2 separate regions of the Anas platyrhynchos genome follow, and region 1 is linked to region 2. A link is a contact called in public Hi-C data. All regions are on one chromosome and are shown on one strand. The core of a region is the stretch at or near the end of the contact, and the rest is flanking DNA. Distances in the headings are between cores, read along the strand shown.

The links. Hi-C and Micro-C count contacts between places; a contact is called where the count stands out from the background.
Region 1: a Hi-C map of skeletal muscle shows a contact between it and region 2, with 2.7 times the contacts expected there. The contact joins the promoter of CCDC51 here to the promoter of SLC6A8 in region 2. A contact is called at or near these places in 2 of 8 Hi-C or Micro-C datasets (skeletal muscle and subcutaneous adipose tissue).

What each region holds. Positions count from the first base shown.
Region 1 is chr13:9,888,678-9,894,722 of IASCAAS_PekinDuck_T2T, reverse strand. CCDC51 (coiled-coil domain containing 51) reads left to right here and starts at 2,111. Exons shown (of 5, transcript XM_038185879.2): 1 at 2,111-2,251; 2 at 3,208-3,465; 3 at 3,595-3,941; 4 at 4,267-4,431; 5 at 5,905-6,045. The coding sequence starts at 3,624. LOC106019097 (a long non-coding RNA gene) reads right to left here and starts at 2,239. Exons shown (of 4, transcript XR_003500227.3): 1 at 2,096-2,239; 2 at 1,966-2,021; 3 at 590-677.
Region 2 is chr13:9,547,483-9,552,797 of IASCAAS_PekinDuck_T2T, reverse strand. It overlaps SLC6A8 (solute carrier family 6 member 8), which reads left to right and starts at 2,582. Exons shown (of 14, transcript XM_038185787.2): 1 at 2,582-2,857; 2 at 3,219-3,419; 3 at 3,788-3,919; 4 at 4,393-4,672; 5 at 4,758-4,890; 6 at 5,106-5,240. The coding sequence starts at 2,770. USP19 (ubiquitin specific peptidase 19) reads left to right here. Exons shown (of 27, transcript XM_038185783.2): 27 at 1,523-1,777. The coding sequence ends at 1,663.

The DNA of each region.
Region 1 (6,045 bases), core at 862-3,361, 340 kb before region 2:
GACAGCCTCACACCGACAGAACTCCAGTACCACTGTCTGAAACAACGACTGGGCTGGATGCACCATCAAAACACACTGCAAAACCTCTCCCATGGCACAGCATGCTGCACAGTCACTTAAGCAAAAGCACCAAATCCAGACTTATTTCCAGTCATAGAGTGTTGGTTTTTTGTTGTTGTTTTCCCCGCCAGGAATCTCCTGCTCTTGAAATTCATTCTTCAAGAAAACAATTACTGCACTTGTTAAACTTCCAGAACTGTGGCAAAGCTTACGTGTTTCTTAATGTTCCTGGAAAGAAAAGGGTGGTCTGCTAAAATAAGAGCCCAGATCTCTCTACACCATCCCACAAGAACAGCTTAGCGTGCCCGGTACACTTATACCTCCTAAAACAGAAACTGCATCGGTAATTTGGAGGTGAAATTTCACAGTAAAATAAATAAATAAAATTAGCATCTCTTTGTTATTTATCATCTGCAACTGCCATCATCCTACCAGTGCATGTTGAATAGCTGAAAGGTACAAGCAAAACCATTAGACTTTTGAAGGCAGCAAGCCCTTTTTTTTCCTATCAGTATGGCACCTCACTTACCGAGGGGCCCTTTTCCAGCAGCCTTTGCTTTCATCTCCTCAAGTTTCTTTTGCTCCTCCTTCTGCTTTTGTTTAAATGCCAGATCTGTCTAAAGAAAAGAACAACAGAGCGTGTTAGCATCTCCTCCCCTGAAACTTTTTTAAAACAACTGATAAGCAATGAGAAAGAAATGTTCTAACATGTACAGTCTTCATAGACAACAAGGCTGAAAGGGACTGTAGGATTTTTCCTTGAAACTCAGGATTTTGAGATTCCTCACCAGTCCAGTCCATGGCTCAGCTTCCTTAAAACTGGGACATTTTCCTCTTCTTCATGCTGAAACTCCCCTTGCTACAATGTGAGCTTTTTACTTCCCTTTTTCCCCCCAAGAGAACAAAATATTGTTTCGTATTCTGGGTTTTCCAGGATTTTTTTTTATGTTTTTACTAGTAAATCGCTCCCTACCATGCTATAAAAAGAAAAAAAGTGGATCAATGCAATGCCCACACGTGCCACTGCTGTGCTGAGAGGAAAGGAGATGTTATATCACATTTGCCACATGATATTTTCTTTATATGGCCTGTGTGATTTTTGTTTTGCAACACCTGGTTTTGAGGGTACACATTTAGTGTATGTTCTGTCTCAAACCCTTTCAAGGTGGACCTGAAGTTTAGCCGCTCCTTCTCCTTGGATTTTACAAGTCAATTGTTCTTTCCAAAGAAAGGGCCGTAGCATACATGCTTAGTTAAATAAATCCCTTTGCTTTCCTTCAAGCTTTCTCCAATTACTTTGATCACTAGTCTTGCCCTTTTGACAGTCTGTGGCCCCTCCAAATTTTGTTTTCTACGAAGACAAGAGCAGAACTGTCAGTAAGTTAGTCAGCTGGCCTACCACGGCAGGAATCAAAACATTAGCCTGATGTAAGACAAACTCTTGCTCAGCCCCTGACAATTTATCCTTGTAGTCAGACACTGAAGGGTCAGTAACAGGTTTTAGTGTGACAGAGCAGCCACCTGCCCGTTCACCTCCATCACTTCCCTAGGCCCTGTTCCTACCCACACTTTGTCAGTTATCAAGAGCCTGATACCTGCTGTCCTCCCCATACACAGAGCTCTGCCCTGCTGCAGAACATGATTTTGTTTGTCTGGCAGCTTTACTACAATACACAATATCAGCTTTTACACTGCTGTAACTTGGACACTTGAAAGCCCTTAATTGGCTCTGGCATTTCTCTGATGACAAAACTTATTTATAAAATCACCAATTCATCTTTCAGTGAGGCATCGCGTTTACCTTTTTCCAGTCACGGCTGCCACAACCCTCAGAAGCAGAAACAGGTAAGGGGAAGGGGATGGAGATGAAGGGGATGGTGAAGGGGATGCCCCCCGGCGCCCTACCTCATCCAGGTCCTTGGTCTGCTTCTTCGGCTGCTTCAGCGGCTTCTTCTTGCCGCCTGCAAAGACAGAGAGCTCCGTGAGGCGCGGCTCGGCCCGGCGCGGTGCCGGCGGCCCCGGGGCCCGGCCTTACCCTCCCGGCCCGACATGGCGCCCGCCCCGCTCCGCTCCGCGCCGCTCCGCGCCTCAGCCGCCCGCTTCCGCCCGGCCCCGCGCCTCAGCCGCTGCCGCCGCCGCCGTCACCGCCCGGAGCTCGGGGATTTCCGCTTCCGGGCCGGGCCCGGGGCAGGTAGGGCAGGGCCCGGGGATGCGGAGCTGAGGCGAAGGGGGGGGGGGGACACCGGGAGGGCCTCGGTGAGGTGAGGAGGGGGTGTGCGGGGGGTCCCTGTGGTTGTGGTGTACGGCGGCCCCGGGGTGCTCGGTGGGGGCTGTGTAACGGGGCGGCAGTGGGCGGGTGGGGGCAGACCCCAAATGTTCCCTCTGGGGCTGTCCCTTCCTTGGGGCACGGCTGTGGTGTCGTTGCCACCTGAAGGCACACAATCAGGACGGCTCTGGTCGGAGGGGATCCTAAGGAGCACCCGGTTCCAGCCCCCTGCCACACGCAGGGCCCCACCTGCTAGGTCAGGGTGCTCAGAGCCCCCCCCTGACCTGGCCTGCAGCACCTCAGGGATGGGGCAGCCTGTGCCAGGGCCTCGCCGCCCTCTGGGTGGAAAAGAAAATTCATATGTACAACTTCTTAAATTAACAAAAAGCTTGTACCAAGTATCAAGCTCTCTCATGCCATTCATTTGTTGTTTTTTAGTATTGTTTTGGTCAAAACCTCGTATAATCGTACCCAAACTCCATAAAAAGCCTTAGTTGAAAGTTTGCCCGTTTATAATTTTTAGAGGAATGTGCCAAGTAGAAAATTAAAATCTTTACGTATCAATGCAGACATTAAGCAGGAATAAGCAGTCTGCTTTTGCAGGGTAAGCAAGAATGTTAAAGCTATTTAAAATGTCTGCATTCGCTGCCTGGTGGTTGTATGGTCTTTTGGCTCTTCCTTGTATTTTAGTTTTGTAGGTAGTCAATTAAAAAACTTATGTACACATTAGTACTTCTGTGTTTTCTCTCTGCTTTCAACTCTTCAATGCTTCGTATATCTGTGGAGTATAAAATACAGGGAATGATTGAACCCCATTTCTTCACCTTTTTGAGTTTTTTATTTTTTTAACCCCTCTAATTTTTTTTTCTGTTCTTTTCCAGAGCTGTTAGCACAAGTGACACAGTACACCAAGCTCAAACGTGAAAACAGAACAAAATTTCCAATGGCAGTCACTTCTGTGCTGAAGCATTAAATTACTCTGAAGCTACTCCTGCTGATACTGGATCTGTAACATGTGATTGCTATTCATGCAACGAGCAAATCAGTAATCAAGAAGCATGGCAAAAGTACTTAATAACAGCAGAAAAGCAGGAATCTCTGGCAGGACTGTCCTTTGAAAACTGTGGAAAATGTCCTAGGTGAGTAACGACATGAAACTAGTGATGGTTTGGCCATTCTAGATTTTTATTAATGTTCTGATACATACATGTAGTTTTAAGAGGTGTTTACCAGCCTTATTTTAATAACTTTTTTCTTCATCCTTGTAGCACTTCTTTTCAGTGAGCAAATTCAAGACATGGGGCCAATGAAATATAAATCAAGTGTATCTTCGGTGTCCTGTGGCCTGCAATATCACCATTTTATGATAAAGTGCTGTCAAAAAATGAATTTACACGTGGTGCGAACTTACTGTTCCTCGGGACCTAAGCAGCCTGAAGCCAAGTCAGCAATAGAAACGGCCAGGAGTCTTCTCAGTCGGCTGACAGAAACTGGGACTGTTATGGGGAAAAGCTCCCTTCAAAAAATATCTGCAACGGGCAAGAGTTGGTGGGACAAATATGAAGAGTTTGTTGGCATTAATGAAGTTCGAGAGGCTCAGGGAAAAGTGACGGAGGTAAACGTGGACAAAACATTAAAAATGAATAGATTTTAAAATTAGAAGTTTAAAATTATGAGCTAAGCAATATGAAGCATGACCACTGTGAGTCAAAAAAGAGCCTCCAAAGAGAACTATGACTTTTTCTACTTTAACTAGCTGTGAGGACACTATGATTGTGTTCTAGTATAGTCGTCTTAGTAAATGTAGCATATCCCCTAGATTGTAATGGAGTGCTTTTGTTTGTTTGTTTTTGTTGTTTTTTCCTCTCCGAAATTCCTATAACTATCAATTTAGATGTGCCTGGTAATAAGTCTCTAAAATAAATAATCTCTCTTCACAGGCTGAAAATGTCTTTATGATAGCTCGAGGAATAGTACGAGAGGCTCGTGAAAATGTAGAAGCCCAACAGATTAAACTGAAGGAGATTCGGGACCGCTTAGACAGGGTCTCTCGGGATGACACCCAGTACTTAGAACTGGCTACTCTGGAACACAGGTTGCTGCAGGTAACTTGTTGGTATTTGAGTGATGGCAAATACAATGAAAATTTGTGTGCGTTGCTTTTATTGGTAGAGAATGGTGTTGTAGATGCATCTTACTGTTGAAGAACAGTGGTCTAAGCTAGTCTTTATTATACTTGTTTTAATTAAAGTAATTATCGTAGATGATTTGATATGCAATGGAAATCATATGCTGGTGTTAAAACAAGGTAGTAAATTTGGAGACAAAAGCTGAAAGAATGAACCTAGCAAACTAATTGTTTGAGTGGTGACAGGTGTGTGCCAACAAAAAGCTGAGATTCAAGGAATTAACCTTCCATGTGATGAGGAAAGTTCACTTCTGGCTGTTAACCCATCAAAACTCTCTCATCTGTCTTCCATCTGAGCAAGAAGATGAGGTCAACCACAGCACAGGCAGGGGCGGTATCCTGTACCCACAGGGTGCAGTCCTGCAGCACCTCACCTGGATGAACCACGGCGATAGGAACATGTTCTTCAACAGTCCATCAGTCACAGATAAAGGCAGGGTAGCAGCCAAAGTCAGCCCAGAAATCTAAATGAAACTGCAAGGACAGCAGGAAAAAGGCACGCCTATGGCAAAGCTCAGGCAAGGAGTGGGTACACGAACCTGAGCTTAAATGGAGCTCCTGGATCAATGCACAGAGCACCAGAAAAGAACTAAAGAGAGCTGTCCAAGTAATGCATCAGGTCTGTGCAGATGAAATCTCAAGAATAGAGCTCTGCATGACTACGAAGGAAGGTAGAGCTAAAATTACCACTGTCTGTAAGGTGGTATCTCTGTCTTACAAGAGGAATGTGTGCTTAGAAGAATGGGATAATTTGGGGAATGCACTTAGCTGACAGACAGATTCGCTACTATAAAAAACTGCAGAATTTTACTTCAGGAAAATAACCATAATACTTTTCAGTGTTTTGCTGAAATATAGTGCCTTACAAAAGGAATTGCCATGCTGAAGCTGGCAAAGGCAGAAAAGGAAGATGCACACGTGAGCAGAGAAAGAAAGAGAAGGCAGAAGAATGAGAAGTATGTATGTTCATGAAATTAACCTATCCAGGACACCTTTTTTAGTCCTATTTTCAGTTCCCGTTTTAGGTGTCTTAGAATTGAAAGAGAGAAGCGTGGTAAAGGTAGTGTTTGGCAAAGTAGGCAGAGCCAAAAAACTGTACCTGGTGAGGAGAGAAAAGCTTTGCCTGTGTGTACCACTTTCCTGTCATCAGCATGTGACAGATTGTTGTGTAGATGATCTTCAGTTGTAATTCTTGATGACCTTTTCTATTTCTTAGGTTTGAGTTGAAATGATGTCTCACTGACTGAAGTAGGATTAATAAAGAAAATAAAAAGGGAAAATTATGAAATAGAACTAATGCTTCATTTCCCTTTTTTTCATCATTTTCATTTTTCACACTTTTTTTAGCTTCATGTTATAGCTTCTTCTAATCAAAATGTGTTTCTTGCAGGAAGAGAAGAGGTATCGAGCTGCCTACTTAAACGCAGAAGAATCTGAGCGAGAAAAGTTCTCTCTCTTCTCTGCAGCCGTAAGGGAAAGCCACGAGAAAGAGCGAACAAGAGCTGAAAAAACAAAGAACTGGTCTATTATT
Region 2 (5,315 bases), core at 1,333-3,832:
CTTATGAACTTCCCTGCTCACCCGGAGAGCTCAGCAGCACCCAGGCAGCCCTGGGGGAGCCTGGCACACGGCGCTGGGACACCTGTGGCAAGCACGGACCTGCGGGGGCTGCACCTGCCTGCGTCTAGGGGGGGCTGGGTCTCTGCTGTGTGCCCTGGCATGGGGCTGGGGGCAGCACCTCGGTTCTGAGGGCTCTGTGCTGCGGGAGAGGCACGGGGCCGGGGCCGGCAGGTAGGACCCAGGCTGCAGGAGGGCGGTGTCTCAGGGCGGTGCTGGCAGCGTCGCTCTCCTGCGTGCTGGGGGGGTGTTAATAAAGGCAGGTTTTCCAAAGAGACGTGGCCCCCCTCTCCTGTCTGATGGCAGCCCGGCTCCAGGCACGGGCTCTGTACCGCACCCTACCAGGTGCCTGTGCCCTCCCTGTGCTCGTTTCCCTCTCCAGCCCCCGGTGCTGGCCCCGTGGCCCCAGCCCGTGCAGGTGCCCTGCCCTAGGCTCTGCTGGGTGCAGCAGGCTCCGGGCACAGCCCTACCTGCTCCTGCCGTGGGGCCCTGCCCGTGGGGCAGCAGCTGCAGCACGTGCAGGGCGCTGGGGGGCCGGCGGCGCGCTGTCCCGCGGGGCTGGGACAAGGGCTGCAGCGCCGGCGGTGTCTGACATTGAGACGTGTTGCCCTTGGCTGAGCGGTGCTCGGGCGTGTTTGGGTTTGAGAGGTGACTTCAGAGCCCTGTGACTTCCTTTTCCGTCTCCGCTGCTGTCCTGGCGGCAGTGCCCTTGGCTGTCTCAGGAAGGATGCTCAGCAGGAGCACGCTTCTCCGGGACTTCTGCCTGGGGCCCCTTCCTCACAGGGCAGGGGGGGGCTTGAGCCGGGCTGTGGGGGCCCCCCGGCTCCCCCTTCCTCAGCCCCACGCCCCTCCTGCAGCTCCCCACGCGCGGGTCCCAGCGCGGGGAGCGCTGCGCTCAGGAACTGCTTGTCCTGGAACAGTCGCCTCATTGTCTGCTGCCCCGCGGCCCGTGGCTTCCCCCGCGCGCCCACGGCGTTGGCCTCGTGGGGCTGAGTCAGCGCCCGGCGCTTCTGGGGTGACCTCTGCTCCTGCTGGGGCTGCAGCCCGGGGCTCGGGGCCCGCTGCCTGCACCTGCCTGCCTCCAGGTGGGGGTCCCGGCTCTGGACACCCCCCTGAAGCCCTGCACTGCGTGTGAGACCCAGGCAGGGGTCAGCACGCACCCCCTGGCTCGCTGCTGCTGGCCCCGTGCCGTGCTGGGACGCTGTTCCACCCAGCCCACGCCGCAGCAGCCCGGGGGCAGCGGTGCTGGACAGGGCGAGGCAGCAGCAGCGGGGCTGGGCTGAGCGTGCCGCAGCCTGGCTCTCCTCGCTCGGGCAGGTCTCCGGGGCTGCTCCGGGCTCGCTGCCTTCCCCCCTGCCCTGCTGCACCCAGGAGCCGCTCTGCAGGGCCTTGGCCGGGAGCGAGGTGGGAGGAGAGGGGCAGGCAGCGCCGCGCTCTCCAACTCACGGCCACCTTCTGCTTGCAGGGACTGACCCCGGTGCCGTTCGGATCCGGCCTGGCCCCCGAAGGAGCCCCGGCGCTGGCCGCGGAAGGCCTCCCCGAGCGCTTCGCCAGCCCCGCCGAGCGCCCGGCCCCCTCCTACAGCAGCATGGAAGAAGTCGACTAGGGCGTCGCGGGCACCCGCCCCGGGGGGTGCGGGCCGGGCCGGGCACCGGGGAGGAGGAGGGGGGGCGGGCGGGGGTCGGGGCTTGTCCTGCTCTCATTAAACTCGCTGAACTCCGCTCGCCTCCGCTGCCTGCTGCGTGGCCCCGGGGACTGTCACCGTGCTGCCCTATGGCCCCTGGGGTGCTGCGGCACCTGCTGCTCCCCCGTGCTCCTCACAGCCCAGGGTGTCTGGTGTGCCTCGTGTCCCCTGGTGCTCCCTGCTGTCACCTGACGTCCCTCCGAGCCTCGTGGCTCTCAGCACACCCTGCTGTGTCGGTGGACACGTGGTGTGCCTTGCTGCCCTTTGCTGTCAACTGGTGCTCTGTATGGCCCGGCGTGCCCTACGGCCCCAATGTGCCTGTAGTGCCCGGTGTGCCCGTAGTGCCCCGTGCCCTCTGCTGTTCCCTACGGCCCCAGTGAGCTCAGAGTGCTTGGTGGCCTCTGCTGTCCCCCATGGCCACGGGGCACCTGTAGTGCCCGGTGTCTCCCGGAGTTCCCCATGGTCCTGGAGTGCCTTTAGTGCCCGCTGTCCCTGGTATCCCCCACGCCCTCAGTGCGAACTTAGTGCCCGGTGTCCTGGAGTTCCCCGCGGTCCCGAAGTGCCTTCACTGCCCGCTGTCCCCCGGTATTCCCGGTGCCCTCAGTGCGCCCTCAGCGCGCCCTATGTCCCCAGTGCGCCCCCCCGCGCTCTTTGCGCCCTCGCCGCCGGGGACGCCCCATTGCCCCGTGCCCCGGGCGCGCCCCGGTGCCGGTGCCGGTGCGGCGAGACTGCAAGTCCCGGCAAGCCGCGGGCGGGCGGCGCGGCCAATGGCGCACGGGGGGCGGCGCGGCCCGGCTCTGCCTCCGCCGCCGCCCGGTGCCGCGGCGCAGAGAGCCCCGGAGCGGCCGCGCGGCGCCGGCCCCGCAGCCCGGCTCTGAGCCGCCCGCCCGGCCCGGCCCGCCCCGCCGCGCCCCGCCGCCCTCAATGAGGTTCTTCCGACTCACCTTCAAGTGCTTCGTGGATTGCTTCTGAGCGCCCCGGGCACGGAGCCGCCCCCGAGCCGCCCCCGGTCCCCGGCCCCCCGCGCCATGCCCCCCGTCCCCGCCGACACGGCCGCCCCGCAGCCGCCCGCCGCCCCGCGCCGCGACGCCGCCACCGCCGCCCCGCCGGGCTCCGGTAAGCGCGGGGCGGGGGTGGAAAGCGGGGAGGGGGTGGTGGTGGTTGGGGGGGGGGACGCGGTGCGGGGATAGGGGACGGGGACGCGCGGAGAGGGATGCGGGGAGGCGCGGGGGGGACCCCACGGCCACGCGCGACCGCGGCGCGCCCCCTCCCGCCGCCGCGGGGTGAGTCACCGCTCTGCATTGTGACGTCACGCGCCGGGCTGACATCTGACGTCACGGCCCGAGTGGGGGGCTCGGGGGGGAGGGGGGCAACGAGCGCCCTCCCCCCCCCCTCCAAGTCTCCGGTGCCTTTCCCCTCCGACCGACCCCATCCATGGGCGCCCGTGCCGCCGGCGTGGGTCCCCCTGTCCCCGCAGAGGGCGCGGAGCCCCCCGCGGCGGGCGAGGAGCGGGCGGTGACGGCGCCGCTGGTGGGGCCCCCCGGCCCCCCCAAAGCGGCCGCCCCCGAGCGGGAGACGTGGACGCGGCAGATGGACTTCATCATGTCCTGCGTGGGCTTCGCCGTGGGGCTGGGCAACGTCTGGCGCTTCCCCTACCTGTGCTACAAGAACGGCGGAGGTGAGCCCCGCCGGCACCCCGGCACGGGCTGGGGGGGTGCAAATCAAGGGGGGGGCGCACCCCGCACATTGCCTTGCTGCCCATAGGGATGCCCCCGGAGGGGTTATGGGGCTGCCTGTGTGCGTGCTGTGCTGTCCCATGGGGCTGCTGGGGGTCCCGCGCGGGTCGGGGGCTGCGGGGAGCCCCCCGGCACCTGCCTGCCCTGACCTACATCGGCAGCGCGGCGAGGGGGAGTGCGCGGAGGCCCGCTCGCCATTCGCTGCGCCCGGCGGGTGGCGCGGGGGGGACCGGGGAGGGGGGCAGCGGGCGGCTGAGCCTGCCCCGCGTGTGCCCCCCCCCACCCTCCTCCTCCTCCCCCCCGGTCCCAGGCGTCTTCCTCATCCCCTACCTGCTCATCGTCTTCGTGGGCGGCATCCCCGTCTTCTTCCTGGAGGTGGCCCTGGGACAGTTCATGAAGCAGGGGGGCATCGCCGCCTGGAACATCGCCCCCCTCTTCAAAGGTACCGCCGGGACCCCGCCGCCCTTTAAATCCCCCCCCCACACACACACACACACACCCCGGCCCTGCCCGGGGGCCCCCCGGCACCGTGCCCGTGCGCTGCCGCCAGCGGCTCCCTGCCCACGCCCTGCCTGCTGCCTGCACCTTGCCCGTGTCCCGTGGGCGCCCCGGCCAAGGGTGGCAGCTCCCCGCGGCGCCCTGCCCTGCCCCGCGGCTCCCCGGCTGCCGCCGCCGGCTTCCCCCGAGCGCCGCCGGGTCCCCTCCCTCCTCCCACCTCCTGCGGTTCACCACGTCCTGCCCCGGGCTCCCCGCATGCCCCGAGCCGTCACCGCCGTCCTAGCCCCAGCCGGCACCACCGTCCTGCCCCGGGTTTCTTCCCCCTCTGCCCGTCCCCGCTGGGTTTGGGTCGCCGTGGGTGGGCTGGGCCCCGTGCCAGCCCCCCCGCGGGCTCGTGACGTCCCGGTGGTGCTTCAGGTCTGGGCTTGGCCTCCATGGTGATCGTCTTCTTCTGCAACTCCTACTACATCATGATCCTGGTGTGGGGGCTCTTCTACCTGGTGCACTCGCTGACCGACACGCTGCCCTGGGCCACCTGCGGCCACGCCTGGAACACGGAGCAGTGCGCCGAGTTCTTCCACCTGGAGCTGTGCCGAAACGCCAGCACCAACGCCAGCGCCGCCGCCGCCGCCGGGGCCCTCAACTTCAGCTGCACCGACCTGGCCAACAAGCGCTCGCCCGTCATCGAGTTCTGGGAGTGAGTGCGGGGACACTGCGGGGACACGGCGGGGACACGGCTGGGCCGGGGATGTGCCGGCGCTCAGCACTGCCCCGCTGTGCAGGAACAAGGTGCTGCGGCTCTCCGGGGACCTCAGCGAGCCGGGGGAGATGAACTGGCAGATGATTCTCTGCCTCGTCACCACCTGGGTCGTCGTCTACTTCTGCATCTGGAAGGGCGTCAAGTCGACGGGGAAGGTAACGCTGGGGGGGCTGCGGTGCTGCCTCCCTCCCGTCCTCCCACGCCATGGCCCCGCCGGTCCCACGTCCGCCTGGGGGGTGCCACCAGCACCCGGGGATGTCCCAGGTCCCGGTCTCAGCGGGGACACTCTGCGGCACGAGAGAGCCACAGCCCTGCCCCACAGCCCGGCTGGGGGGGCTGGGGCTCACCAGCACCCCCTCCTCCTCCGCAGATCGTCTACTTCACGGCGCTCTTCCCCTACGTGGTCCTCATCCTGCTGCTGGTCCACGGCGTGACGCTGCCCGGGGCGCTGGGCGGCATCGTCTACTACCTGAAACCCGACTGGTCCAAACTGGCCGAGGCGCAGGTGAGGGCAGGGGGAGGGAGGCGAGGGCCGGGAGGGGCCGGGACAGGGACACACGCTGCGCCCCCCCGGCACCCC